Regions from separate parts of the Sus scrofa genome. Here region 2 is linked to region 1. Evidence: chromatin contacts called from public Hi-C data. All regions are on one chromosome and are shown on one strand. The core of a region is the stretch at or near the end of the contact, and the rest is flanking DNA. Distances in the headings are between cores, read along the strand shown. Region 1 overlaps LOC102157568 (a long non-coding RNA gene). Region 2 has its middle 5.9 kb from the start of NR2F1.

What was found. Hi-C and Micro-C count contacts between places; a contact is called where the count stands out from the background.
Region 2: a contact with region 1 is called in a Hi-C map of subcutaneous adipose tissue, with 2.1 times the contacts expected there. The contact joins two enhancer-like sites. A contact is called at or near these places in 5 of 47 Hi-C or Micro-C datasets (brain, embryonic fibroblasts, fetal skeletal muscle and 2 more) and 1 of 2 datasets of contacts at active chromatin or transcription factors (skeletal muscle).

Annotation. Positions count from the first base shown.
Region 1 is chr2:99,853,734-99,860,482 of Sscrofa11.1, forward strand. The region is part of intron 1 of LOC102157568 (a long non-coding RNA gene); the gene reads right to left. Among named protein-coding and RNA genes, the nearest start is that of NR2F1, 590 kb to the right of the region's middle. Within about 2 kb of position 2,933, at least 15 of the 83 cell types and tissues checked have an H3K27ac peak or open chromatin away from gene starts, as enhancers often do. A contact at or near this core is called in fetal skeletal muscle and subcutaneous adipose tissue, where this site is marked.
Region 2 is chr2:100,438,436-100,445,184 of Sscrofa11.1, forward strand. No RefSeq gene overlaps it. Among named protein-coding and RNA genes, the nearest start is that of NR2F1, 5.9 kb to the right of the region's middle. Within about 2 kb of position 3,961, at least 37 of the 83 cell types and tissues checked have an H3K27ac peak or open chromatin away from gene starts, as enhancers often do. A contact at or near this core is called in fetal skeletal muscle and subcutaneous adipose tissue, where this site is marked.

The DNA.
Region 1 (6,749 bases), core at 1,683-4,182:
TTGAGGTGAATTCAGTGACACACCATGTAAAAAATAATCTTGATAAACTGTAAAAGCTGCATGCCATGACTGGGAAATATTTCTCTGCCTTCTTAAAGCAATGGAGTGGTCACACAGGATTTTAGATAGGCTCTGTCCTTACACTTTCGGACAAGTCTGGAGCACTTCTGTGTACAGGCTTCTCTTCTAGAATAACTACAGCCCCAGAACCTGCTACTAAGCCCAGCCCATGTGAAAATTACTCTCTGTCCTTACTAGGAGGCTGCATTTCTAATCATTGAAAACATGCATATTATCAGGGAAAGTCACTGATAATTCAGCCGCTGAGTCAGGATAGAGAAGTTATTCATTACTGGGTTCAACCCAAGGTCAAAAACACGAAACCCCAACCATTAAGCAAAATGGTGACAGGCATGGTAATGATGACCCAGAGTGAATATATTGCTCATGGGAAGCAAGGTCAGGAATACAGCAGGCCTGGAAAAGGTTGCCAAGTCAGGCACCCACAGTCCATAGTTGAGAGGTGTATATGAAATAGCACATTCTAGATGGAGGCCAGCCACCAACAGAAGAGGCTATGGAAACCCTCAGTGTCCAGCTGTGTTTTCAAATTTCATTTCTTTCCTCCAAAACTCTTTCTTCCCTACAGTGAAGACCTCCTCACCTGGTCACACCCTGTGACTACATGGAAAGGGATAAATTCTCCTTGCTGCTGAAGAAGGCATTTGTTTGTCCTCTTAGTCTCAAAGTAGGAACTAAGCTTACTTTCATAAATCCATGTTCTCAGTCAGCTTCAGTTCCACTCCTTTTTTAGACATGTTACACTTGAACATTCCCATTGGAAGGATGCTGAATTCAGTAGGCTTAAGGACTGCAGAATTTTTTAGAAATGAGTATCTATGTTTTCACATTTCTTTCATTTATCTAGGCTTTACCGAAAGCATCATTATATCAAGGCAATATAGAAGACGTATAAATTTGTGTCGAGTGCCTGGGTGTAAATAGAATTGTAATGGTTTGGTTATGGGGCTGTATAATGTGTGGTAATGTATAAAAATATAGTAAGGAATGGCCAGCTTCTGCTTTCTATTGTCCTGGGAGGTGGCTACAGAAACACCTATTCAGATACGAAAGTCAAGAAAGGGTCATAGTCTGCCTTGCCTTTGTTGAAGGCACCTTTTTGAAGCCCAGTTCTTGGCCTGCCACTGCCGAGGACTCACTCAGCTCTGAGTGTCTGGGAAATGGCTGTTTCATTAAGGCTCCTGAACCCTATCATGTTACACTTCAGAAGTAGTGACCAACTCACTTAAAACAAAGAAGCTTTGACCTTTCTCCCCTCCTTCAACCAAAAACAGATGAAGTTAAAGTGACTCATTTCCGGCTTTAAATATTCTCTAAGAAACAGTTTCTCAAGTAGTTTTGGGCCTCGGGGATTTGTTTTTGTTTTTGTTTTCAGTTGCGTTTTTGCCTTTGTTTTATCTTACATTTTTACATAAATATCTCATTTCCGTCTTGCCAAGGTCAACCTATTACTTATATTCATGGTGCTGCTCACTATTTTTTTTTTTTCCTTCTTACTTTCTTTTTTTTTCCCTCCCTAATCTACGTTGTTTATAACCATGACCCTTGATCCTCCAAGTCTTAAAACAGCTTGGCTTTCAGCATCTAAATCTGACAAGGTCAGCATTTTTCTGTTTATTCTGAGAATGCTATTTACCCTCTGGGATTTTTTAAAGCAATTCTGTAAAACATCACTTGGAAAAAGTTTGTAGCATTCGTGGAGACTTCCATAAAAGACCACAAGAAATGACAACTTCTTGCTCTGATTTTTGAACTCTCAACAATCATCCTACCTGATTTTGTGATGTCTAAGTAGCTTCACTAACCAACAATTTTAAAATAAAATTATAGTTTTAAAATCATCTAAATGATCTAAATACTTATTTCTCCTCAGTAGGATGTGCTTGCCAACTTGAATTAAGAACTTGTCAAATAATTCTGCTTTGTCCTTCAGAAATTTGTCCTTCAGAAATTTCTACTCAGAAATTACATTAAGTTATGAGTTAGGATAAGGAAAGAAGGCAGGCCTTTTCTGTACTTAAGCCATAGGACAAATCTACTTTTGATGAGTATGTTAAGTTGTGATTCAGTTGGGGATCATAACTTGTGGTTAAAGAGGCAAAAGCTGTTTCTGAACTGATGAAGTTAAGAAGGTTATTTTAAAAGAGACTAACATACTTTTCAGAGGTTCACAGATAATCCACCAAGCCTGGATACACTTCTCCATTCACGGGAGCTGCTCCAAACTCCTCCGCTTCAGCATCAACACCTCAGATCCCAACAACCCTTGGGATCAAGCTGAAAAGAGAACTTTCTAGCTGTGCAGCTTCAGTGCAGAACATGCCTCCACTAAGTACAGTGAAGCCAAAGTATGTAATGCATTCAAATCTCATTAAGAAGAGGCTTATTCACTAGACTGTGAGAAGAAAACATCCAACTCTAGCCAGAGCACTGCTAGTTCAGAGGGCACTACATTGGCAGATAAGACATCCTTCTGGTGGCAGATGAAGGCTGGAGAGGGGGTGAGAGGCCACTCATGCCACTGGGGATCTATGTAGTTTCTTCAGGGAAAGTAAGGATGCTGGAATCTCTGGCTCGGGAGAAGCAAGGAGCAGGTGGTGCCTGGGAGGATAAACACTGCTAAGTCTGCATTTATTCCTTTAGCTCTAACTGTACATTAATTCAATAAGATGTCTAATAAAATAATGCATTTTTCAAAATGCTTAGCTTGCACTTCAAGAGGGGAGGGCATTTGTATTATTTACCAAAGAATGCATTTTGAAAGAATTGGTGAGTAAAGTAAGCTGGCGCTGTAGGCTGCTCTGGCCTCCAGGGGTCACCCTTCCCTTTAATGACTGTGTAACAATAGTCTGAGACCCCCACCCTCAGGGACTTTGGGCTTTTAGCAATTTCTTGTGCCCTCCTAACTCTGAGGATCTCAGACATTGCTTATAGGTTCCAGAACGTGTGCTGGTTGCCACTCCCCCCTCAGCGGGCCATCTGTCTCTGTCTGTTGCCACACCCTTCTGCCAGCAACCTCTTCCTGTTGGAGTCTGACTCCTCAAACACTCTTTCTGCCCACCTCATACCATTTTGTCCTGTGTGTGGATATGGGCCGGTTTTGTTACACCCTCAGCACAACCAATAGCAAGCTAAGGATTTGTTTTGTTTTGTTTTTTATAAAATTTTGCTGGAGGCTTAGGAATAGCCCAAAGAAAAATCTATGACAGGTCACTGCTTTGATGTGACTCCTCTCAGAATGTTTGTACACCTCCTAGGGGTTCCCTACTAAATGTTTTCTTTACACACCCACACATACTCTTCTTACTTCATGTTATCCTGAACAGCTTTCTTTTCTCTCATCTGGAATCAAGACTCTCACATCCCTCATGACTGCCACATAGGGGAAAATTCATTTTCCTGAAAGGAAATCTGATGTGATATACAAAGAATATAACCCCTTTTATCACCAAATATGCCAGCTTCTCTCTCCAGTGTCTCAATTTTCTCATCAGAATAAAATATTTGCTTTACCTTATTTTAAGGAATATGGGAAGGGGAGGAGGCTGTGCAATTTAAAAGGTAAGATGTTTCTGAATTCTAGGCATTCATTTTCATACAAATATTGACATGCACCTAGGTTCCCTGTTCCACTGGGGAGTTAGTGACTAAAATGATGTACCCTCTGTGATTTAAGGAGTGGTCCTAGTATCTTGGGATCACTCAGAATCAAAGGAAATAAGTTCAAAAGCAGAGTCACAAGTACACATGGATAAAGAAAGAACTGGGTTCTAGAGGCTGGCAGTATCCTATCAGTTCAGACCTTAGGCAGTATAGACCGAGGAACTGTTACAAGTTAGAAAAGATGGTGACACTTTGGGGGGCAAAGCAAAGACTAGAGAGATTGTATGTGTAGAAGCAACAGATGGACCAGAAGATTGCAAAACTGATCTCAAATTGGGCTTATTAATATACTATATCCCCTCAATGAAATGGATTTCTCTGTAAAAGGCTAGAGATGGATTAGAAAAAATCCCAATTACTTACTTGGGCTAAGCCAGGGACAAAGACCAGGGACGTGAACACCAGGCTTCTCTGAGGTCTGCCATTGTGCTTTCACCTGCCCTACTATCCAGGGGCTTACATCAAGCATGTAGGCAGGTTGGTAATTTTATGTCTCTACAAACCAGGATAGCTAAAATATTTGCTCCCATTCATTCAAAGGAGGACCTCATGAGGAAAAGAAGGAAGATTCCTGTTGGTGGCAGTTTTCACCTGGGCCTCAAACTTGAATAATTTACTCAGTAAATCAAAAACATTTCTGAGAAGTTATTTCGGTAACTAGCTATTGCTATTTGACCAGCTCATTCCCACTCCAAGTAGACTTTCAAGGTGTTTCTCCCAACAAGGTATGTAACTTTCCTCGGAAATTTTCTAAGATACCTAATCCTTTAGTATTAGCCATTTCTCAACGATGTCCTAGTATCCCTTATAAACACGGGCCCTGGGCACCATCTAGCTGTTCTACTTCTCTACTTCTCTGCTAGTCTTATGCTGCTGTCCCTTGGAGTTACTGGTGTCAGCACCATTAATACACATCCTTCATTCCCTACTTACCTACAGGTTAGAAAACAAAGAGTGCTTTTGAGAGCAAAAAATCTCTCCTCAGGAAGACTCCCACTAAATGCTGTTGAATTGGAATGAACAGAAGTGGTGGGTTTAAGGGCACAAGTACAGGAGAGATAGAGGCCAAGATGCAGAAGATGGCTATCTAAGATACTGGATGTGCTAAGTCAGGTGAAGTTTGAAACCACTTCTTTGTGTCGCTATCTGAAGAAAGTATTTAAGATTTTTTCCTGAGAAATAAGGCTACATTCTTACTCATTTAGTAAGTAGAACTTTGGACTTCTCAACACAGCTCTTTTATTAACATGCTTTGCATGTAAACTTCTAATTGATTTCCTTATACTCACTTTAAAAATGAATATATTTTTCCACATTAACATTTTATATAACATCATGGTCTAGACATGTACATGTACTGCTAAAATTAAATCATCAATAATCACTATCTAAAATGAATTACATTCCAAAAGCTCTGGCTAATGATTTATCTCTTCTTCATGGAACCGATCTCTATCAGATTGATTTATGTAGCAGCCAATCATGTTTCAGTAAACTGCAGCATGCGCATGCATCTTTAAGTGATGATAAGCTGTGACTGTCCATTTATTTATACAGCACTAGTAATGAAAAAAAAAGAAGAAATAAAAGAAGGAAAAATAAAGTCCCAACCTCTTTCAGAATCTTCCCACGATGGCCAAATCTTCTAAAAAATGATAATGGCCAATTCTATATTAAGTTTCAGAATAACTGATAGACTAGGATCAAGCATATGTAAAAACATACACAAAAATGGTGAACATTAAAGTGGTGACATTTGATACAGAGAATTTTTTGCCTTTGCATGTTTACATTATTTGCTTTGATAGCAAGGTATCTTCCTGCACATTTACATTATTTGCTTTGATAGTAGATGCTTTTGTTAGTTGTTGAAGTGATTGACAACCTCATGCTGTTCTATTTAATTGCCTTTTCTGCAATGCAAGGTTCTATGTTTAGAAGACACTATTTCATAAATAAATCCAAGGAGTGTGTGTGTGTGTGTATCTGTGTGTATTATAGATGTTTCATTTCTCAAGCCAATTCTGTAACCATTCAGCTACAGCTGTCACCATATTTATCTGTATTTACATTAGGGTTCATTCTCATCCTTCATGTTTTTTGCCTTTTCTATATTTAAGGAGATTAAATGGATCTTCCTCAGAGAAAAAAGAGCCTTTTCTTACATTTCAATTTTGAGGGAAGGGTGGAGGTAATGGATATGTATTTTAGCAGAACATGTAAAATGTCCAAACTTTCAAGACCTAAGCAATTTTTCCTCACCAGACTATCTCTAAGATTTAAAACCTGTAAGGATTTTGCATTCTTCCTGAAATTACATTCTAGCTTTTGCATTTGTTCTCTAAATTAATAAAGTCCAAATAGTGTTTTTCCCAGTTAACAAAATATAATATAGAAATACTCTTAGGGAGTTCCCATTGTGGCTCAGTGGGTTACGAACCAGACTAGTATCCATGAGGATGTGGGTTTTATTTCTTGCCTTGATCAGTGGGTTAAGGATCCTGTCTTTCTGTGAGTTGTGGTGTAAATCTCAGATGAGGCTCAGATCCTGCATTGCTGCAGATGTGGCCTAGGCCAACATCTGCAGCTCTGATTTGACCGCTAGACTTGGACTGTCCATATGCTTCAAATTTGGCCATGGAAAGAAAAAAAAAGAAGGAAGGGAAGGAAGAGCAAGAAGCAAGAGCAAGAAGGAAGAGCAAGAAGAGAAAGAAGGAAAAGAAACACTACTGTTAGTGTTTTGTCACATGATGATTTCAAAAATATTCTCTGATTGAGAGCTTGGTCACTCTCATCATAGACAATATATGAAACTCAATCCTAAGGTCTTTAGTGATTTATTTTTAAAAAAAAAAAAAACTTAACCTAAAACACACGTGGTATAAATACTCTCATGACTTTGCCTCCAACCCTCTGTTGTGAGCTTAAGTCAAAGAGACAGTGATTTTAGAGGCTAAGAAGTAGAGAAATGAAGCTCAGGCCAGTGCTTTCAACTGATCCAAGAA
Region 2 (6,749 bases), core at 2,711-5,210, 590 kb after region 1:
ATAGTCAGCATGTGAGACTTACTAAAATAATTCTCATTTCAAAACAAATTATCACCAGTTACTCAGCTTCAAAGATTTGGAGGTATGTATCTATAGCCAGAAAAACTTTAAAACTGTCTAATGCCAGGCTTTTGTTTTCCACTTATTTATTGTGTTTTAACCAATTAAATTCCAAGAAAAACCAAAAAGTAAAAATACTGGAGAGAAATTGAAAGTAATGGTCTTGTCTTACACCGTCACCTCCCACCTGTCACACAACCTCTACGCTGTGAAGAGAAATCCTCCTGTCAGTGTGACTTCTAGTTGAAAACGGAAAGGAAATAAGATGTCTTCACTAAAAGACTTGGCCATCATGTTCATAATTATTTGCTTTTGGGGGGGACCTAAATATGACATCCCAGAGAATAAGGGCAAGAAAAAACTGAAAAAATGGGTCAGCTGAAAAATCATCTGGACTTGGTAAAGATTTCTAATGTGAGTGTCTGCATACTTATGTGTAAGGGCAAAATAACCAACCCAATCAAACCCCCAACCCAGAATGCATGGGAAGCATTTACATAAACATCCATGCACCCTGAAAAATGTCTAAGCACATGTGTGCAGAGATGTAGTCCTAAGGCAAGCTCAGCTCGCTGTCTGCACACATGTATTCACTTCTAGAGTAAAGGCATTTTCATTGCTCCCGTAGTTTCTTTCCATTAAGAGCGATTAGATGGTGTCTATTCAAAGTTGCTGATCCAGAGAGAAAATAAGGGTAGATAAAAGGAGATTTCAAGTGACCTCCTCGTCCCTTTCACACCAACCTGAGCCCTAGAATAGCCAAGGATCAACTAACACAAAAGCCCTTTGCTTTTTCTTTTCAGCTTCAAAAGATTTCATGCAAATGGTTAACAATAAAACGTAGAACTATCATTGAGTTTTGTTAGATCATGCATTTGGAATACTTTATTAACTCCTCCCACAGATGGACTAGGTTTATTATCCACCACCTCTGAAGTGGGTAAATAAAATATACATAGCATAACAGAGGGCATAATTATTTACTGCTTCATGTGGTTTGTATCAGTGGTGTACTATGCTCATTCTTTGTCATTTAAACTTTACCTAAACCTTCTCTCCCCTACTGATATGGGACACTGTAATAAACATATCTTTCCACTGACAGTTGAGAAGGAAACGTTAGGTTTATTATTTACATCAAACTTCTGATAGGTAAAATAGGGTCATAGCATGACTACAGTTACCAACAGATCTGCTAGCTTTGTGAGCCAATATTTTTCCACTAGTTTAGTTTACGTTATAGGCAGTAAAGAAAGTGGCGTGTTTGAGCAGTTTTTATTCAGTGAATGTCCAACTCAGATCTACTTTTGATGAGCTAATCCTGTAGTAAAAGGAATAGGTGCTCTGACAAGTTACTATGAAGGGAAATTATTATATAGTAGTTAATTGCATTGTCAGAGCACTTTAACAAGCTTCAAAGTCATTTCACAACTTCAACTTTTCACCCAAACCCAACTCATTTTCCCTAGGAAGAAGAGCCATACCTTATTCTTCACTCAAGTCGGGCATTTAAAATAAATACATTTTATAACACAAAATTTCTTTCTTCTTGCATAAATGCATTTAAATAACTAAAGCTTGATTTTTACAAAAAGTAAATATTTGGCCCTGGCTTCAGTGCTAGGAATGACTGTCACTTTTCCTTCTATAAAAGGCTTGATTTGCATCCAAAGGTCAGCACTTGCTTTCCTGCCGTTTTCCCTTGGCGACTCCTGGCCCTCTAACTAGGGGCCCAAGCAGAAAGAGGAACTGCTTCCCTTATCTCACTTTGCCAAAACTCGTGCTTGAACTGGCCAGTTTGTGATAGAAAACTAAACTGCTTTTTAAGGTAAAGCACTTCTTTCTGGGCATTTCGACCCAAAGGTGACAAAGAAATGCCCAGGCAATATCAGAGTGATAACGAGCGCGCCAGCCTGCCGAATCCATGCTTCAACTACATAGGCAGGTTGAGAGCAGGCAGTCCAGCAGAAGCCCTCCCAACTTGGCCTTTCCACCCTTGTCTTCATGTTGACAAAGGCCGAAACCAGCTGTAGCCACAATTCAGATTGAGTTCAATCTTGAAAGAAAGGGTTGTTTCTGACATAGGCAGGGCTTTTGTTTGTTTGTTTGCTTGTTGGGGGTTTTGTTTTTAAATAATCACAAAACATTAGGCAGGCGTTCCTGGGCCTCTCACCACCCTTTTCTTCAAAAAATCTATGCAAGACCATTTTAAAATACATCTTCTTCAACTTCGTTTTACACAGCCTTAATCTCACACCAAGGGAGACTAATTGATTCGGCACCTTTAAAATAAGCTCTTTGGGAAAGGTCTGCAGTAAGATTAGAAGTACTGACCTTTCTCCCAACGATTGCAGGCATGTTCATCTCTCCAGATGGGCTTGATAAAACAGGGTTATTTCTGTTCTGTGGTCTCTCTAAACAAAATAATACCTTTTTTAATGATTTATGGGGCAGGGATGAGATATAGGAGAAAATTTTCTACACACATGCAGTTATTTGCAAAAGCTCTAGGTTCTCAAACTACATGTAGAAAACATTGTTACAAGGCCACCTTTTTTTTTTTTTTTCAGGGTGATTTACCAAAAACGCAAAACAAATGATCTGTTGAGTTTGGGGAGAGCAAAATACTAATATCAACGAGGTCATTGGATTAGTGAAGAATGATTCCAGTCTTAGAGGAAAGAAAGGTAGTGAGGATTGGGGTGTTAATCAGCTAGACAGACTTCATGGATCCCGACTCTGGTGCCTGGAATGCAAGTCATACTTTATGTGCAGCCCCAGACCTCTGCTTCTCTCCTTCCCCCACGAGGCCACAACTGTTTATTGGCTGTCCAGCTAAGCTAGAGCAAATGTTGTGTGGAAGCCTTTTGATAAGTAATTGTGGCTGAGGCTGAGCCATGATGCTAGCAACCCAAAAGGGATATTGTAAGCCTGATTCTCCTCCCTAAGCGGAGGGGTAACTTCTCATGTCATAATGGAGACTTTGCATTGAACTGGCCTATGAGGGTGGAGGACAGAGGAAGACTTGAGAAGTGAGGCCTGGTAGTCCAGGCCCTGGCAAGGCTTTTCCTATATACTAGACTCACCAGGAAAGAGACCTTGGAGAGGGCTGAGCATATACAGCCACCATGCTGGTAGTCTCAATTAGTCTCATGCCGAGACAAGGGCCACAGTGGGTCTGGATCCAAGAGGCAAGTACAGAGGCTGAGACTCAGTTAGAGGTCCTCAGAAACAAGGGAATGGGTGAGGAGGGAAGGAGGAAGATCTGGAGAAGAAAGGACAAGTGGAAGAAAGATGGAAATTCCAACTGTTTTTCTGCTTCTGCAGCTGAACATGAGTGTGGATAGTCACAGTTTGAGGACCCACCTGGTCCCACAAAATATGATCACTTTTCTGTTAGGTGCCCTCCCCAGCAACAACAGTAATCATTATTTCCTGGTTAAACACAGGGTGCATCAGGCCTCAGCATCAGTGAGTCAAGTTGAACCAGTAACAAACGACATCCTTGTAGAGAGAAAGTCAGGGCTCCCACCAGGACCTGAACTGACCCCTCAGTCCCTCCACAGAAGCTATTTGCTGCAGGTGGGGCTGTGAGTACAAGTGGAAGAGTTCTGCGGCTGGGGAACACACGGTCCAGAAGAGAGACTGATCCCAGAGTGCCCCTGGGGCTGGACGAGTCCAAGAGGGGACCAGTGCCTCTCCTCAAAAAGCCTAGGTTTCTTTCTGCCGCTCTCACGACAGAAAGTTGGCGCATATACCCTGCAGGAGTGTGAACTGTTCCCCTGCTTGGAGAAGCTGAAGATTTCCATAGCTGCGGGCACCATCACCTACAGCCGCACCTCCTTCCTTTAGAGGCTAAGGCGGAGGGCTGCATCCCTCCCTCCCTTCCGCCGGAGCCGGAGGCTCTGACTGATGCCACCCGAGGCTCCGCTTCTTCCATCCCCAGGGTCACGCCAGATCCCACGGGCCTCTTCCAAGTTTGGAAGCCCAAAGTGGGGGCTGGCAGGAAGAGCCCACAGTGATTGTGAGTGGGCACCGCGGGTCTCGGGAAGTCTCAGCTCGTCCTCCAGCCACGCCCTCCGGCTAGCCTGCAAGGCCGAACCGAGGCCGTCGAGGCTTTGCTGGTTCCTTCCTGCGCCTACCCAGCCCCTGGGCGCGCCCCCCCCCCTCTGGCGTTGGCTCCCCCGCCCCCTGAGCCCGCCCTGCGCGCCCTCTGACGCAAACGCGCGCCCCTGCCCAGCGCTCGGCAAAGCGCCCCAGTAGGTTTTAATTGAGGCTCTTCCTCTCCTACACACCCGCTCGGTCCTCACCCCTAGGGAGGTGACCCCTCCTCGCCCCCAGCCCTCTTGCCGCGGGGCGAGGAGTGTGGCTGGACTGCCGGGCTGTGAATATGGCTCTTTCCCTGCCGCCGTCACCGCGTGTTCTCCGCTGGGGAGGGCGGCTTGGTGTCCCTTTTAATCCGCTGACACTATCGCCCACATCAAACAGGCGGCCATCGATCGCGTTACGTTAGGGGGATCCCGTTACAAACGGCGTCCGCTGTTGTGCTGCAGGAGCCGAGCTCACCAGGGCATGGTTGAGGCCAGGCAAGGCGCAGGCGACAGGGCCAACTCGGCCGGACTCCGAACCCAATTCCATCGAGGCTCAGGCTCCGGCGCAGGAGGGGGCGGGGGGGGCACGGATTGTCGGCAGCAAGGATGCCAAACCTGCTGATCCGCTGCTCCAGTCCTCAGCCCCAGGCTGGAGGACCGCAGCGGTTTCCCGCCGCTGGGGGGGGGGGAAATGGGGGTGGGGAAGACCTATTTTGAATTTGGACTGAAGCTTGGCGGGCGAGATCCTCAGTTCCAGGGCGGCCCCGCGGCCGCGATCCCTGCCTCCACGCCTCCGTAGGACAGAGAGCAGCTCCGGAGCAGGACCTGCGGAAAGTTCTTCTCGTCCCGCCCTGGCTAACTGGACTGCGGCCATGGCCTGCAGAAGCCATGAGAGCAAAGGCTGCCTCCCGGCCTGTCCGCGTTGCCTACCCCGAGTTCAAAAGAAACGATAATCATTGCGTTACTTGCCTGGTAGGGCAGGACTTGGCCGAGTCTCGCTTCTGGTGCCCACGACTCGCGGTCCAGAGTCCGAGGGCGGCTGGGCCGGAGGGCTGGGCGTCCAGGGCGCCTCCAGTTCCCTGGAGCTTGCTCTCCTTCCTCCTTCCTCTTCCACTCGCTCCGTATCTCTCCACGTTCTCTTTGCTTCTCCCTGTCTCCCTCTCCCTGCCTGCTTTCTCTGCCCTCGACTGCCTGCCTTTGTACTACATGAGGAATAAAATTTAGAATTTATATGTAGAAAGCTTGTTCTTTTTCTTCCTTCTTTTCTTCTCTCCCTCTCTCTCTCTATCTCTCTATCTCTGTCTCTCTTTTTGTCTTTTAATCGTGTTCATTTCACCTTTTAACTGATCAGGAGACATGAGCGCGTTTATTTGAGGAGAGGAGAGAGGGCAAGGAGCCCTCGCCGGCCCCGGTTGCCTTCTTTCCATCAGCTGCGTACAATGGGCCGCCGCTTGCAGATTGCATTGACTGTCTCTTCATTATTCGAGCTGGAGGGGCTGTGGGGCAGACACGAAAAAGCCTTTATTCTGCTATTTAAAATCGTCGCTCATCACTAAGCGGTCGCCGACTCCTGACTTGCAGGCTGGAGAGACCGGGAAGCGCAAAACGCACCCCAAACGCGCAGCGCTTCCTAAACCCCTCCCTGATGAAATTTAAAGTGAGAACGAGTATTAAAAAATAAACCCAACCTCTGTCGATACAGCGTGGCCATTTACTCTCACCTTTACCTGAGGGCGTGTTGAGGCTCGGGATGCTGGAGCTGAGACAAACTTTTACAGTCTCCCGAGTCGAGGGGCGGGCGGGCTCGCGCAGCTCCCACCCCCGGCGACAGCAGCAGCGGCTTTGTCACTCCGCGCCGATCCGCGCCCGCCTGAGCCTGCCTAGGGGAGCGATCTCAAAACGAGGGGGGGTGCGAGTGTGCGATTGGAGAATATGTAACTAATAGAAGTATCATTTTCCCCCAGTACGATCTTTCAAGGAAAAAAAATCCATTGAAAGAATTTTCAAAGTGCTGTCTCCGTTTGGAGAAAAGGCACAGGCTGCCTGCCGGGAGGGGAGGAGGGACCCGACTGTGCGTCTCCCCGGCGCGGCTCCCGTCCGCTAGGTGGCAGCCGGAGCCAGCGATTCCTGCAGGCCTCGCGGCGGGACCCTCTCCTCCTGCCCGCCCCTCCACCGGCGACCAATCGCCTTCGGGAATCAATCTCTCTCTCTCTCTCTCTCTCTCTCTCTCTCTCTCTCTCTCTCTCTCTCTCTCTCTCTCTCTCTCTCTCTCTCTCTCTCTCTCCCTCTCCTTCTCTCTCTCTCTCTTTCTCTCTCCCCCCCTCTCGTTTCTCCCCTCCCTTCCCCTCTCCTCTCCCCATCTCCCATCTCTTTCCCTTCACTCCTTCCTTTCTCGTTCACCCCTTTCCGTCTTTCCCTGGGACTCAGACTTGGCCGGCAACCCCCCCCCCCCGCCGCCAACAATATGAGAACTTACTACTGTTTTATTAATAATTACTGAAGCTTTGTTTGGAGTTTGGAACAGCCTGAGGATACCAAAAAGGGAAAAAAGAAAAAGAAAGAGAAGAAGAAAAAATCGGATTGACTGGAAAGTTTATT